Linked DNA regions of Sus scrofa: all the other regions are linked to region 3. The links are chromatin contacts, called in public targeted proximity ligation maps. All regions are on one chromosome and are shown on one strand. The core of a region is the stretch at or near the end of the contact, and the rest is flanking DNA. Distances in the headings are between cores, read along the strand shown.

Region 1 (4,084 bases), core at 137-2,636, 370 kb before region 3:
GTGCCTGACATGACACCACACTTTCGTGAGATTAAACCAAATAGTTATGAAGTTAAAAATCCTTACTCCTGTTCTACTGTGGTATCCAGTACAGAAAAAGTTTGAGACCTTGCTCAAGGTATCAGTACAGACAAGACATACACTTATTGCCCAGTTCTCTGCCCCACTAACATGGTTGCCAATCAGGCACTAATGGTAATTTTACACATTTATGGAGCTTTTGTTGCATACCAGGATGTTATTTTGTGTCCATAAGCAACCTTTTAGCCAATCTTTCAAAGTCCTATCATTATTCTCTTTTTTATCTAGCTCAGCAGAATTAAATGACAAGCCCATCCAACTGAGCTAGTAAATGACAATCCTCTGAATTTTAACCCCCTCCCGTTTAATTCCTTGGGGTGTGCATGTGTGCATGGGTCCAAATCCTACGCCAATAATATTATTTCCAAACTGTGATGGGACAATTAGATTTTAGACGGTACTGTTACAAAAGTTTTTACTTTTTGAAATGTATTTTTATATCTATTTGAGAAGCAACTATTAGACTAGTACTAAAACCACTATTTCAGAGATGTTATTGCTGAAGACTAACACATTAGAACAGTCGCAATGTTTAAACGGTAGTAAGATAGCAGAAACCGTAAGGACGAATGAAGTTTGTGCCCTTGAGAACTTGAACCACCTAGAACCTAACCTACATGAACCTGTGTCCTCGTGAGCAATACTTCACGAGGTTACCGCGAGACGTACACGTTTCTGAAAGGTCTTCAGAAACAAAGTCTGAACCGCAAAAAGCAATCTATAAATTGGAGCCACCATCGTGATTAACGAAGAGGCGGGAAACGCCCAAAGCGCTAGAATTTGAAGCACAGGACCGGGTAGAGGTGGGGAACCGAGGCACCCTGGGGCTCCTAGGGGAACAGAGGCAAACCACGCCCCCTCATCGCTACGGGTGCGGCTAAACTCGCGCATGCGTATACAGGAGCTGGCCTGCCACCCTTTCCTCCTCCCTGAAAGGCCGCTTGGTCCGCCTGCTCTTCCCCGAGCCGGTACCTTTTCTGGCCCGTACATGTCGTCGCCGTATTCGTTGAGCAGACTGTAGGCCTCCTCCACACACTTGCGCTCATTCATGTTGCAGGTGATGAGAATGCCCTGTAGCCCCGGCTCCAACTGCCGGGGCCCGCCGCCTTCGCAGCGCCGAGCCCGCTTGGCCTGCAGGTACTGAGCCTTGCCCTTGCGCTTCCCGCCACCAGGCTGAAGAGGCTGCTGGACGGGGGCCGCCATAGTGCTTGAGAACTGAAGCAGGCGGGCAACGTGCTTCTCCGCGGGCCTGGCGCCCTCACCTCTGCAGGCGCGGGCTGCTTATGTCATGTGTGCGCGACGACCTCTAGAAGTCCTTCCGCCAAGCCTCCTTCCGACTACAGGGTCCTAAAGCCCGCGGCGGAAGGCTGCAGAGTGGTGGCGTGAGGTCCGTCCCCGGCGATGATTGACAGCTAGTCGCTTTCACCTCACCACCGGAAGGAGGTGATTTACTGGAGAAGTGGCCCGTCTCTGGTGACAGCGTATTCCTGCTGTCCAGATTCCAAAACTGGTGGTGGGGCGCTTTCTAGAACCTTGATGCTGGTTCCAGCCGCCTAGAGTCTCTTACCCTCCGTGGCACTTGTTCCTCCCGCCGTCGTTATAATTCTGTCAACTTCCCAAAAGCTTCCAATAAAATCCTTTCTAGCCTAAATTTGCCAGAACTTGTTTCCATATGACTTAGAACTAAGAATAGTGGTTTGTATAAGTGTTTCACACTGCTTTCTCTGTGCTTTTATCCGCAGCCTCAGCAACTATCATGATAATGTGTTATCTTTTTTAAACTGAAAAGATGCCACTTTTGAAGACTGTGTTCAGGAGGAATAAATGCTCCCTACTATTGACTGGGGGTGGGGGGAGCACAACCTAAAAGATGAGAATCATGCTTTATTATGCGGACAACACTCAGGTCTTAAGCCCAGGACACAGCCTATCTGATAACTCTAAGGACTGCTCCAAAGAGGTAAGAGAGGAGTCAGGATATATAGGAGTTTTTGCAACCAAGACCAGATAGTATGAACATCAAAAGATTATTTCTGGTTAAGGGATTTAGTGCTTTTCCATGTATGGGAAATGCAAGAGTCAGGGTTCACTGAAATCATTCCTTTGATATGCACCTCAGCTATCTAGGGCCAGTGTCCTGTGCTTTCTCATCCGGAGTCTCTTGAGGGTACACTGGGGGGGGGGGAGGAACAGGTGGGAGTTGGTGGCTACAGTGTCTGATGGTTTGATGGCTGGCATTCTGTTTCCATCCTGAGTTTCTTCAGGGCTCACCATCCAGTGGATGCAGTGGCTGATGGCTGCAAAGACCTTTGGTTAACAGCTATGGTGGGCAGCACTCACCCTCAACTACTGCTCCAGTACAAAAGTTGTTGCCAGATTTGAGTTCCCACAAATTCCAATGGAAGTAATCTGCAAAAGGGTCATTGAACTGAAAGTCATCTTTTATTCTAACCCCAGATTGACCATTATATCCAAAAATCTTATTTTTGGCTTTCACCTTTGCTTCCGCCTTTACTTTTCAAAATGTCATTGGTGGAGATTGTGCAGCATCTATTTCTGGAGGTCCTCAGTTGCTTGTGAAAAGAAGTCTCATTACACTGGCCTTGCTGTGGTGTCAGGAGGCACAGAGAGAGCTCGCTGAAATTGTTTAGTTTTTCTTTTCATCCTCAGTGCCTAGCATAGTGCCTAGCCCATAGTAGGTGCTCAAAGTTTTTCAACTGAATTCAGCTCCCAAAATGATCGATAAAGTGATAGCGAAACCGGACTGTGGGGCTCCTGGGTGCAAAAGCCTTTTTGTGTACCCCATTTCTTGTTCTTAGGAAATGAGTCTTACTCAGCTACCATGACCTTCCCTGAGTTCCTATAGGGACATGGTCAGATAGTTACTGATCAGGGAGGGGAGGAACAGTCAGGCAACTGTACAGCCTTGAGGCAGGATCCTGGTTCCCTCTCAAGGAATACACGTAATAATATAGGCATCTTATACACCCAAGAAAAAAGTTAGATCCCTATGCTTCTTTTAGAAATGAATACTTTAAAACTGAACAGCTTAGAGACTTTCCTTGTCCTTCTCCCTGGCTTAACTGCACCCTAAACACAATCACCTGTAAACAGGACTAACCTCTCCAGGAGCTCCATGGACACTTTCCCTCCATGTAAATGCATTACTTCCCCAGCCTCCCCAAAACCTGTGGTGTATGAAAATCATTAACTTCTTTATTTTTTCCTTTTCAGGGGCACACCCACGGCATATGGAAGTTCCCAGGCTAGGGGACCAATCGAAGCTCCAGCTGCCAGCCTACACCGCAGCCACAGCAAGGAAGGATCCAAGCCACGTCTGCAGCTTACGGCTGCAAGATCCACAGCCCACTGACCCACTGAGGCCAGAGACGGAACCTGAATCCTCACAGATCCTGGGTTCCTCACAGATCTGCTGAGTCATGACAGTAAGTCCAGTAACTCATTAATTATAAAAGGAACAGTCTCAGGGGACTGTGTAAATCTCCAAGGTAAACTTGGCCCAGAACTTCTGCTCCTCCCTCCAGAATGGCTCCACCAATCCAGGAAAGGCACTCTGGGCACATCTTACTGCTTCTGACTGTCCCACAACTTTTCCATTCTCTTGCGGCTACTGCCAAGACCAACGTAGATAGAAGAGTTCAAGTTTCAGGGTTACTCTTCTAGAAACAGGTCTGCTATCATCTCCTGCTGTGTTGGAATCTGTCACTTTAGTGAGTATCACTTTATCTGTCTCCTATGCAAAGTTTTCTGGGCTGGCCCACATGTACTTTTGAGCAGAGATAACAAGCAAGCAAACAAACAGACAAAAAGAAATTAAAAGTGCTCTCCTGAAATCCTGGGCAGCCAATGTGTTTCTATCAGAATTTCTCAGTTATTGTTAATAATTCTATCTAGTAAGTGACTAGGACTATGTACATACAAAAAGGCTGTAAACATAGCAGCTGAGTTTCTTTCATTTTGAGCTTTTCGTGCTATTTAATTT
Region 2 (3,947 bases), core at 551-3,050, 280 kb before region 3:
ATGGAACAGCAACATCAGATCCAAGCCGAATCTGTGGCCTACACCACAGCTCACAGCAACGCCAGATCCTTAATCCACTGAGCAAGGCCAAGGATCAAACCCCAAAACCTCATGGTTCCTAGTGGGATTCGTTAACCACTGAGCCACAACAGGAACTCCTCAATTCAGTTTTTAGGAACACTTCCTTCCCTTCAGAGTGAGACTGCAGTGTTACGTTTCACCAATAGGTGCCTCCATCACATCAGAGTTCCCCTTTAGAACTGGAAGTATCATTTTCAGTAAAGCCTTTGCTTTTTATCACCTCTCAAATTGTCAACATTCTAAATTGCAAAGGACATGGGCACAGGTACACACAGTTCCGAAACTGATAGAGATATTAGCTATACTCCAGAAAAGCTGAACTAGTCCAGCATGCAGTACGTATCATTACAAAAAACCTCACAGATCGCTCTATACGCTGGGACCCCGCAATTCCACTTCAAGAGAATTATCCTATAGTAATAGGATAGTTTCTCAAAAACATGTATAGAGGGGATATTATGGGGTCATTACAATGTAAATCTAGGTGGTTATTATTTTTAAAATTAATGCGTTCGTGTGTAAATAAAATCTCTAGTGAAAGAGATCTGTAAGAAGCAGCAGAAGACCAGATCCAGACTCCCTGACTCTTGAATCCCAGCTTTCCTACTTTTTAGTTGTGGGAACTTGAATAAGTTATTTAACATCTCTGTGCTTGGTACATAGTAATGGTACATATCTTACTAGGATTGTTATAAAGATGAGATTATGCATTCATAATATATTGTAGGTTGTATAAAGCATGGAGAGTTACAGAATATCTGTATAGTGTGAATCTATTTCTGTAGAAAAAAAATATACCAAGATATGCATGGGCTTGAAACAAAATCTGGAAGTTTATATGCCAAAATATGAACAGTATTTATCACTAGCTAATGGGATTGGCAGATTGAATTTTACCAAATGCTTTTCTGTATTTTTTTAAATCAGCATATATTGCTTTTATAATTAGAAAAAAGCATTCTATTGAAAAGTAACTTGCAAATTTGGATATTTGAGGCAGTGTTTCACTTTTTCTTTTTCTTTTTCCTGCTTTTTTGGGGTCTGCATGTGCAGCATATCGAAATTCCCAGGCTACACGTCAAATCCAGTCTACAACTGCGGCCTACACCTACACCGCAGCTCAGGATACTAGTTGGGCTTGTTACCACTGATCCACAACAGGAATTCCCAGTGTTTAGCCTTTTAAATGTAACTTCTATTAAGATCTGGCCCTATGGGAGGTCCCGTTGTGGCTCAGCGGAAACAAATCTGACTAGTATTCATGAGGATGCAGGTTCAATCCCTAGCCTTGCTCAGTGGGTTTGTAGGTGGCAGATGTGGCTCAGATCTGGCATTGCTCTGGCTGTGGTATAAGCTGGCAGCTATAGCTCCGACTCAGCCCCTAGCCTGGGAACCTCCATGTGCTGTGGGTGGGGCCCTAAAAAGACCAAAAAAAAAAAAAAAAAAGTCTGGCCCTATGAAAGTTGGCAACCAGGAGGCCAAACTGAAGAGCTTGATTTGGAATTGAGATACTACAGTTTTTGAAGTTCCCTTGTAAAGAGCCAAGTTCCCCAGGTATACTGCTGACCTCAGCTGCAAGGTCCTGAGAACACCTTGAAACCAAACGTGTTGCAGGATTTCTTTCCTGCTGCAGCTGAGTTCCAAAGCTGTGGGAGCTTAGCTGCTGTCTACCTCATGAGACTCCAGTCCTGAGAGACAAAATAAATGTCTGCCTAGGTTGGTGCTTCAGCTCTGCTCCTGGGCAAGTCACTTAACCTGAAGTCCATTTACACAGCTCTGTGGGGATATATCTACTTTTAAGGATTATTATGACTATTCAAAAACTCAGTTTTTGGAAAATGACCAAATAGTGATCTGGATATGAATTATTTTCCCTCTCTGAGCCTCAGTTTCCTCATTGTAAAAATGGCAACATTAGTACTTACTAAACAAGGTTGTTTTAAGAATTAAATTAGGGAAAGCCTACATTGTACTGAGGATCATCTTCTAACTGCAGGATAATAGAGCAGATGAGGGCTCCCTGTGCCAAAAGCACTCCCTTTGCTCCTAGGACTAGTCAGAGCCATTTCTTTTCCTGAATGGGTGGGGCTGGAAGTTTCCCAATGGGCCCCCACTCCAGAACTCTGCAGAGATGGGCCCAGACCATAAGGTCTCTGAGGCCCCAGTCTGCACACACTGTTCTTTCAGCTGATGCTCGGTCTTTTGGAAGCCAAAGCTGCCAACTTGGCCTCTTGCAAAACACACATTCCATTCATAAGTGCGTTTGTGCATTTTTCCTCCCACACCCTTCTAGACAGCCAGTGCAGAGCTGCCAAGGCAGCTGCTGGAGAAGCAGCTTTTCATTTAGGGGAAAAAAGCAACTTGAAAGATTTTCACAGAACTCTTGGTTTAGGCTTTGAACGTACTACTCCCCAACTTCTCTGGCCTCCTCACCCATAGTGGGGTTGGGTTGTTCAGGATACTCAGCCATGTTCAATTTCATTTCCTTTTTTCTTCCCCCCCTTGTAATACCTTCCCTATTATAAAGGAAACCCAGTAATAGAAACCTGAAAAATCCAAAAAAGTTAAAATTACATCTAATGCCACTATTTTACAATCTTTCCATTATTCAAAAGCAGTTTTTAATAGCTGCATAATATTCCAGTGTGTTGATGTGTGTCATAATTTCTAAAACAGTCCTCTGTGGTCAACACTGAAGTTATTCCCAAATGATGCTGCCAGTCATATCCTTGCCACATCTTTGGCAGATAATATTTCTTGAGGAAAAATTCCTAGAAGTGAAATGATTGGTCTAAAGACTATGAACACTGAAGGTTTTATTTTTGGGGGGGGGGATTTTTTAAAAATTTATTTAATTTTTTTTGCTTTTTCATCCACACCTGCTCCATTTAGGAGTTCCCAGGCCAGGGATCAAATCCCAGTCACATCTGTGACCTATGCCACAGCTGTGGTGATACCGGGTCCTTAACCCACTGTGTCAGGCTGGGGATCAAACTGGCAACACCAGAGACAAGTCGGATCATCAGCCCACTGCGTGACAGCAGGAATTCCCACTGAAAGTTTTTTAAATTCCAGGAAAGTTTGTGTTTGCTAGCATCAATTTGTTTCATATCTTTGTCAGTTTGATAGGTTAAAAGTTTCATTATAGGTTTAATTTCTGTTTGTTTGAATCCCCTTTAGGTTGAAAGATTCAATATCCTTTTTTCCAGAAGCTTTTTGGCCAATTTTCTTTAGTGAGTTGTCCATATCTTTTGCCCATGTTTCTGTTCTCTTTTCCATACTTATTTTTTAAGGTATCCTGTCAATTATTGCAAAAACGTTCCTAGTTTTTAAAGGTAGTACGTTTTAGAAGTTTGTTCTTGTTATGATTTTTTTCTATTTGCTTTTATGGGTAGAAAGTCTTGACATAACCAGAGAGCAATTTAATATCCATTTATATATATATATAGTTTTGAATGATTTAATTTTTATACCTTTATTCCTCCTGGGACTTAAATTTTAGCATATGGTAACTCTTCCCACAAATACTTAGATTTAATCCAATTTATCTTACTTAAAATGCAGTAAAAGAGCCTACATTATTTATTATGTCAGCCCACGTATACAACAGCCTTGTGTCTCTGTCTTCTGTCTTAACGCTAGTACCATATTGTTTTATAGCTCTGTATTGTGATATACTAGCAATTTCAGCACCACCCCAGGTAAATATTGTCGGCCTATGGAGTCCTCAGCAGCATGGATTACAAAATACTATTTAAAAGTTAGATGCTCTGCTGCTGACTGCATTGCTGCCATATTCCACTAGGACTTTCTCAGCACCCCTGAGGTAAGAAGAAAATCAGGATTGGAATGTTACATAGGAAGAA
Region 3 (4,029 bases), core at 502-3,001:
TTCTTTTAAAGAAAAACAAAATCAACAAAAAAACAACCAACCCTTTCCTGGGGGGGCATCCATCATACTGCAGTTGAAAAAAGGCATGAAACCAGACATGACTGCCTGAAACATGAGAATTTAGGAAGACATTTCTGCCTATGTCCTCCTATCGTCACCACTAGCTCCCTCTTTCCTGGATGTGGTGGAGGAAGAGAGGACCCTAAGCTTATTATTATTATGACCCCTAAACTTATTTCTCTATCCACCAGCCTAATTATTTCTGGAAATACTACTTGGTAGAAGTAATACATCATTGATGGATGGGCAAAGTCAGTGAAGGAAATCAAAAGGTACAGACTTCCAGTTATAAAATAAGTAAGTCAGGGGGATTAATAGACAGCATGGCAATTATAGGTAATAATACTGTATGGCATATTTGAGAGTTTTTAAGAGAGTAAATCTTAAAAGTTCTCACCACAAGGAAAAAAAAAACGCTATACATGATGACAGACATTAACTAGGCTTATTGTGATCATTTTGCAATGTACACAAATATCAAATCATTATGTTGCACACCTGATATTTGTTATATGTCAACTATACCACAATAAAAAAATAAAAAATAAAAATAAATAAACTAGGAAAACTTGATATGATGAGGGAGGAAAAACAAATACATTAAATATTTTTAGTCCCTTCTATGTGCCAGATAGGTGCTAAGTTCTTCACAGCCATTATTGTACTCACCAGCCCTAACTACAAACCTGTGATTGCTTTTCTCTTTCCTAAAGAGTTATTTTCCAGGTTGCTATGGACACGAGTCACAGAGGAGAGATGGATGAAAACAGGTCCCTGGATGGAAAGGGCCTGAGTCCTCAAGTCTATCCCCCTCTCCCTTTCACAGACGAAGCTGAGCTCAGAGAGATAATTCCTCTAAGGTTACACAGTAAAAGTCTGACCTGGGACCACAGCCCGGGACTGCTGGACCCCAGTTCATGGTCTTTACCAGTATGTCCTATGGCAGTTGTTCTCAACCTAGACAACTGTGCCCCCCAGGGGACATCTGCTAATGTTTGGGGACATTTTTGGTCATCTGCTAGGAAGGAAAGTACTACTGGCATCTAGTGGGTTGAGGCCGTGGATGCTGCTAAACATCTTACAATACACAGGACAGCCCCCTCAACACAGAATCTTCTTGACCAAAATATCAGCAGTGATGTCCAGCTGAGAAACCCTGCTGTATGGGTTGGATTTCGGGTCAGGGACCATGTGTTCTGGCTCTGATTTGAAACGGAGGATTTGGGATTAGACTTTTTCATGTATAAAATGGAAACACTAATCTAACCCATTTTTAAGGATGTCGCTGGGTCATGACATTTGCATTTGAAAAGTAGCAGTTAAAACCTTCCAGTCAAAGTCGTACTTACGTCACTGTCACTTGTCTGTCTTGAGCTCCAGAGATGCCTCCAAAAGACTTGGTTCATGGTATTTAGGCAGCGGAAGCCCTATGATCCTGAGAAAGCCCATTCTCACGCGCCAGTCCACCTGCCTGAGGTGGAAGGGCAGCTCTTTCAGAGCCTCAGTTTCCTCACGAGCTCCTCACTCAACGCCCGTCCGAGAAGCTCCGAAAGGCTGAGGGACTCCGCGCACTTTGCTGTGGCCACCCGGCGCTATGCTCTGGCCGCCACGCCGCAGCTTGCAGCGCCTCCGCGTGGTCGTTGGGACCTTGGGCCCGGTGAGCCCAGAAGAGCAGAGCAGAGGAGAGGCGCGAGGCGGGGCCGCGGAGCCGAGGGGCGGGGCGAGGAGGCGCGAGGCGGGGCCGCGGAGAGGAGGGGCGGGGCGAGGAGGCGCGAGGCCGGGCCGCGGAGGGGAGGGAGGGGAGGGAGGAGGGAGGGGAGGGAGGGGAGGGGAGGGGAGGGGCGAGGTGGGGCCGCGGAGCGGATGGGAGGGGCGAGGAGGCGCGAGGCCGGGCCGCGGAGAGGAGGGAGGGAGGGGAAGGGAGGCGCGAGGCGGGGCCGCGGAGCGGAGGGGAGGGGCGAGGAGGCGCGAGGCCGGGCCGCGGAGGGGAGGGAGGGGAGGGGAAGGGAGGTGCGAGGCGGGGCCGCGGAGGGGGTGGGAGGGCGCGAGCTCCAGCTCCTCGCCCCGCCTCTCGCTTCCTCTTCCCGCTCCTCTTTCCTGCGTTTTGCTTCCTCTTCCCGCTCCGGGCACACTCTGCTCCGCCTGCAGAGTATAAGAGGTGCGGCTGACAGGAGCAGGTGAGAGCTGGCTGCTGGGGCGCGGGGAAACTGAGGGCCCTGACTGGCTAGACTTCGCGGGGCGGGACGAACGGCAGAGCGCGGGGGCGGTGGGTTGAGAAGGTAGCTGGCGTCCCAGGACTTAAACCCTTCAGTCTGCGGTTTGGTTATTGTCCCATCCCTCCGAGCCCTCGGGGGACAGACACGCACACACACACGCACGCACACACACGCTTTATCCACACCTGCTACGTTTTGTGAAAGGTTTGTCTTCCCTATCCCAGCCCGGAGACCCTGCCCTTTCTTGGGAAACCTGGTTGGGAAGTCTCCAAACCCCCTCTTTAGAATTAATGAACACAGATGCCCTCCTCCTTATCAGGTTCTTCTCTAACGTGGACCCACCTTTCCCGTCAGTGCTGGTAGGAACTCCAAGTTCCAAAGGTGGATTATTCTCCCCAAATTAATGACTAGGTACTCGACTCCCTCCTGAGCTCCCATTTCCCTGCCTCGGTGCCCTTTCGGGTGCAGACCCCCTTCTCTACCTTCATCATCCCCCTTCCCCCCTCCCTTTGGATCCTAAGAAACTGGGCGCCTGCCCCCTTTCGCGTCTTCGAAGGCGGGGAGATTGGAACCACGTGAGGAGCGGGAGGCCTGGATCCCCTCGAGGCTGCCCCCAGGTTTCCTTCCTCCAGCCCTGGATGCGGAGCCCCCCCTCCCCCCAGCCGGAACGTTTAGGTTTTCCGTTTGCCCCGGGAGGGGCAGGGATGGAAGAGTTGGGGGCTTTTGTCGTGGAGGGGCGGCGGGCTGTAGAAGCGAGGGTGGGTTAGCTGGTGTTCTGGCTCAGCCCGGAAGGCGCGGAGAAGGCGGGGAACTTGTGTCCTACGCAGTGTAAGGGGTTAAATCTTCCCTCCGGAGACTTCTCAGTGCCTGCGGAGGCCCATCCGAGGAGTAAGTGACTAGGGGATCTGGGAATTGCTGTGTCTGTGGGATTCTACCCACTCTTGCCCCATTAGACTCCCCAAACCGGTCCGAGTGGACCTTGGGTTCCCAAGGCCCTGGGAGACCATTAAAGGGAGCTGGGCTTGTTTCTGCCTGTTGCAGATTTGAGATTAGAGGAACTGAGTACTGGGGGCATCGCAAATTCAAGTCGGTGCCAACTACAGCTTCTGAGACAATATGGGAAGAGAGGGGTTAGTTCTCCTCTGTTCAGGGGATTCCTTTTTCACAAAAGGGATTATAGCAGAGAATCTCTACCCAGGGTGATTAAAATGTACTTTAATTTGCTTCTAGACCCTGTAGATATTAGGTGCTACCTCTTCCCATCTCACATGATTAGCATGTGGGATGTTCAGTGTGGTAAATAAATGTATCTCTTAATTTTGTTCACTGTGGCAGAATCTTTTAGGCATTTGTGGTATGGGTCAGGAGATCAGTTTTAAGGAAGAAATGGAAAAGATATCTCTATGTCCAGCCCTACAGTTGTTCTGGGAAATAATAAAGTAAGAACAATATATTTGTTTGTATGAAAATAAAAAAGCATTTAAAAGATTAATATCTAACAACACATAGCTTTTATTAAAAATAAATAATTACATGAGATTGGAACAGTCCTGGAAATTCCAGGTTATCAAGTCACAGGGTATAATTGTGGCAGTCTGCCCCTGAGGTTCCTCTCTTGTTATGGAGAAGAGACTTACACACAAGTAAACAGAGAATAATTTATGGCACAGTATAATTGTTAGCCAACCTGTTTAGTGGTGATAGTAAATAAAGAAATTGGCTGTCACTTGTTTGAGAAGGACTTTTTGGCAAC

Evidence for each region.
Region 1: a targeted proximity ligation map of alveolar macrophages shows a contact between it and region 3. A contact is called at or near these places in 1 of 5 promoter capture datasets (fetal liver), 1 of 47 Hi-C or Micro-C datasets (skeletal muscle) and 2 of 2 datasets of targeted methods (alveolar macrophages and skeletal muscle).
Region 2: a contact with region 3 is called in a targeted proximity ligation map of skeletal muscle, with 9 times the contacts expected there. A contact is called at or near these places in 12 of 47 Hi-C or Micro-C datasets (alveolar macrophages, embryonic fibroblasts, epiblast stem cells and 7 more) and 2 of 2 datasets of targeted methods (alveolar macrophages and skeletal muscle).

Annotation. Positions count from the first base shown.
Region 1 is chr3:25,283,320-25,287,403 of Sscrofa11.1, reverse strand. THUMPD1 (THUMP domain containing 1) reads right to left here and starts at 1,386. Exons shown (of 5, transcript NM_001244282.1): 1 at 1,054-1,386. The coding sequence starts at 1,284. ACSM3 (acyl-coenzyme A synthetase ACSM3, mitochondrial) reads left to right here and starts at 3,341. Exons shown (of 14, transcript XM_021086514.1): 1 at 3,341-3,527.
Region 2 is chr3:25,193,359-25,197,305 of Sscrofa11.1, reverse strand. DCUN1D3 (DCN1-like protein 3) reads right to left here. Exons shown (of 4, transcript XM_021086516.1): 4 at 1,255-3,947. The region is part of intron 19 of REXO5 (putative RNA exonuclease NEF-sp); the gene reads left to right. Among named protein-coding and RNA genes, the nearest start is that of LYRM1, 43 kb to the right of the region's middle.
Region 3 is chr3:24,908,882-24,912,910 of Sscrofa11.1, reverse strand. It overlaps DNAH3 (dynein heavy chain 3, axonemal), which reads right to left and starts at 1,751. Exons shown (of 66, transcript XM_021086503.1): 1 at 1,410-1,751. It overlaps TMEM159 (a long non-coding RNA gene), which reads left to right and starts at 2,084. Exons shown (of 8, transcript XR_002342386.1): 1 at 2,084-2,237.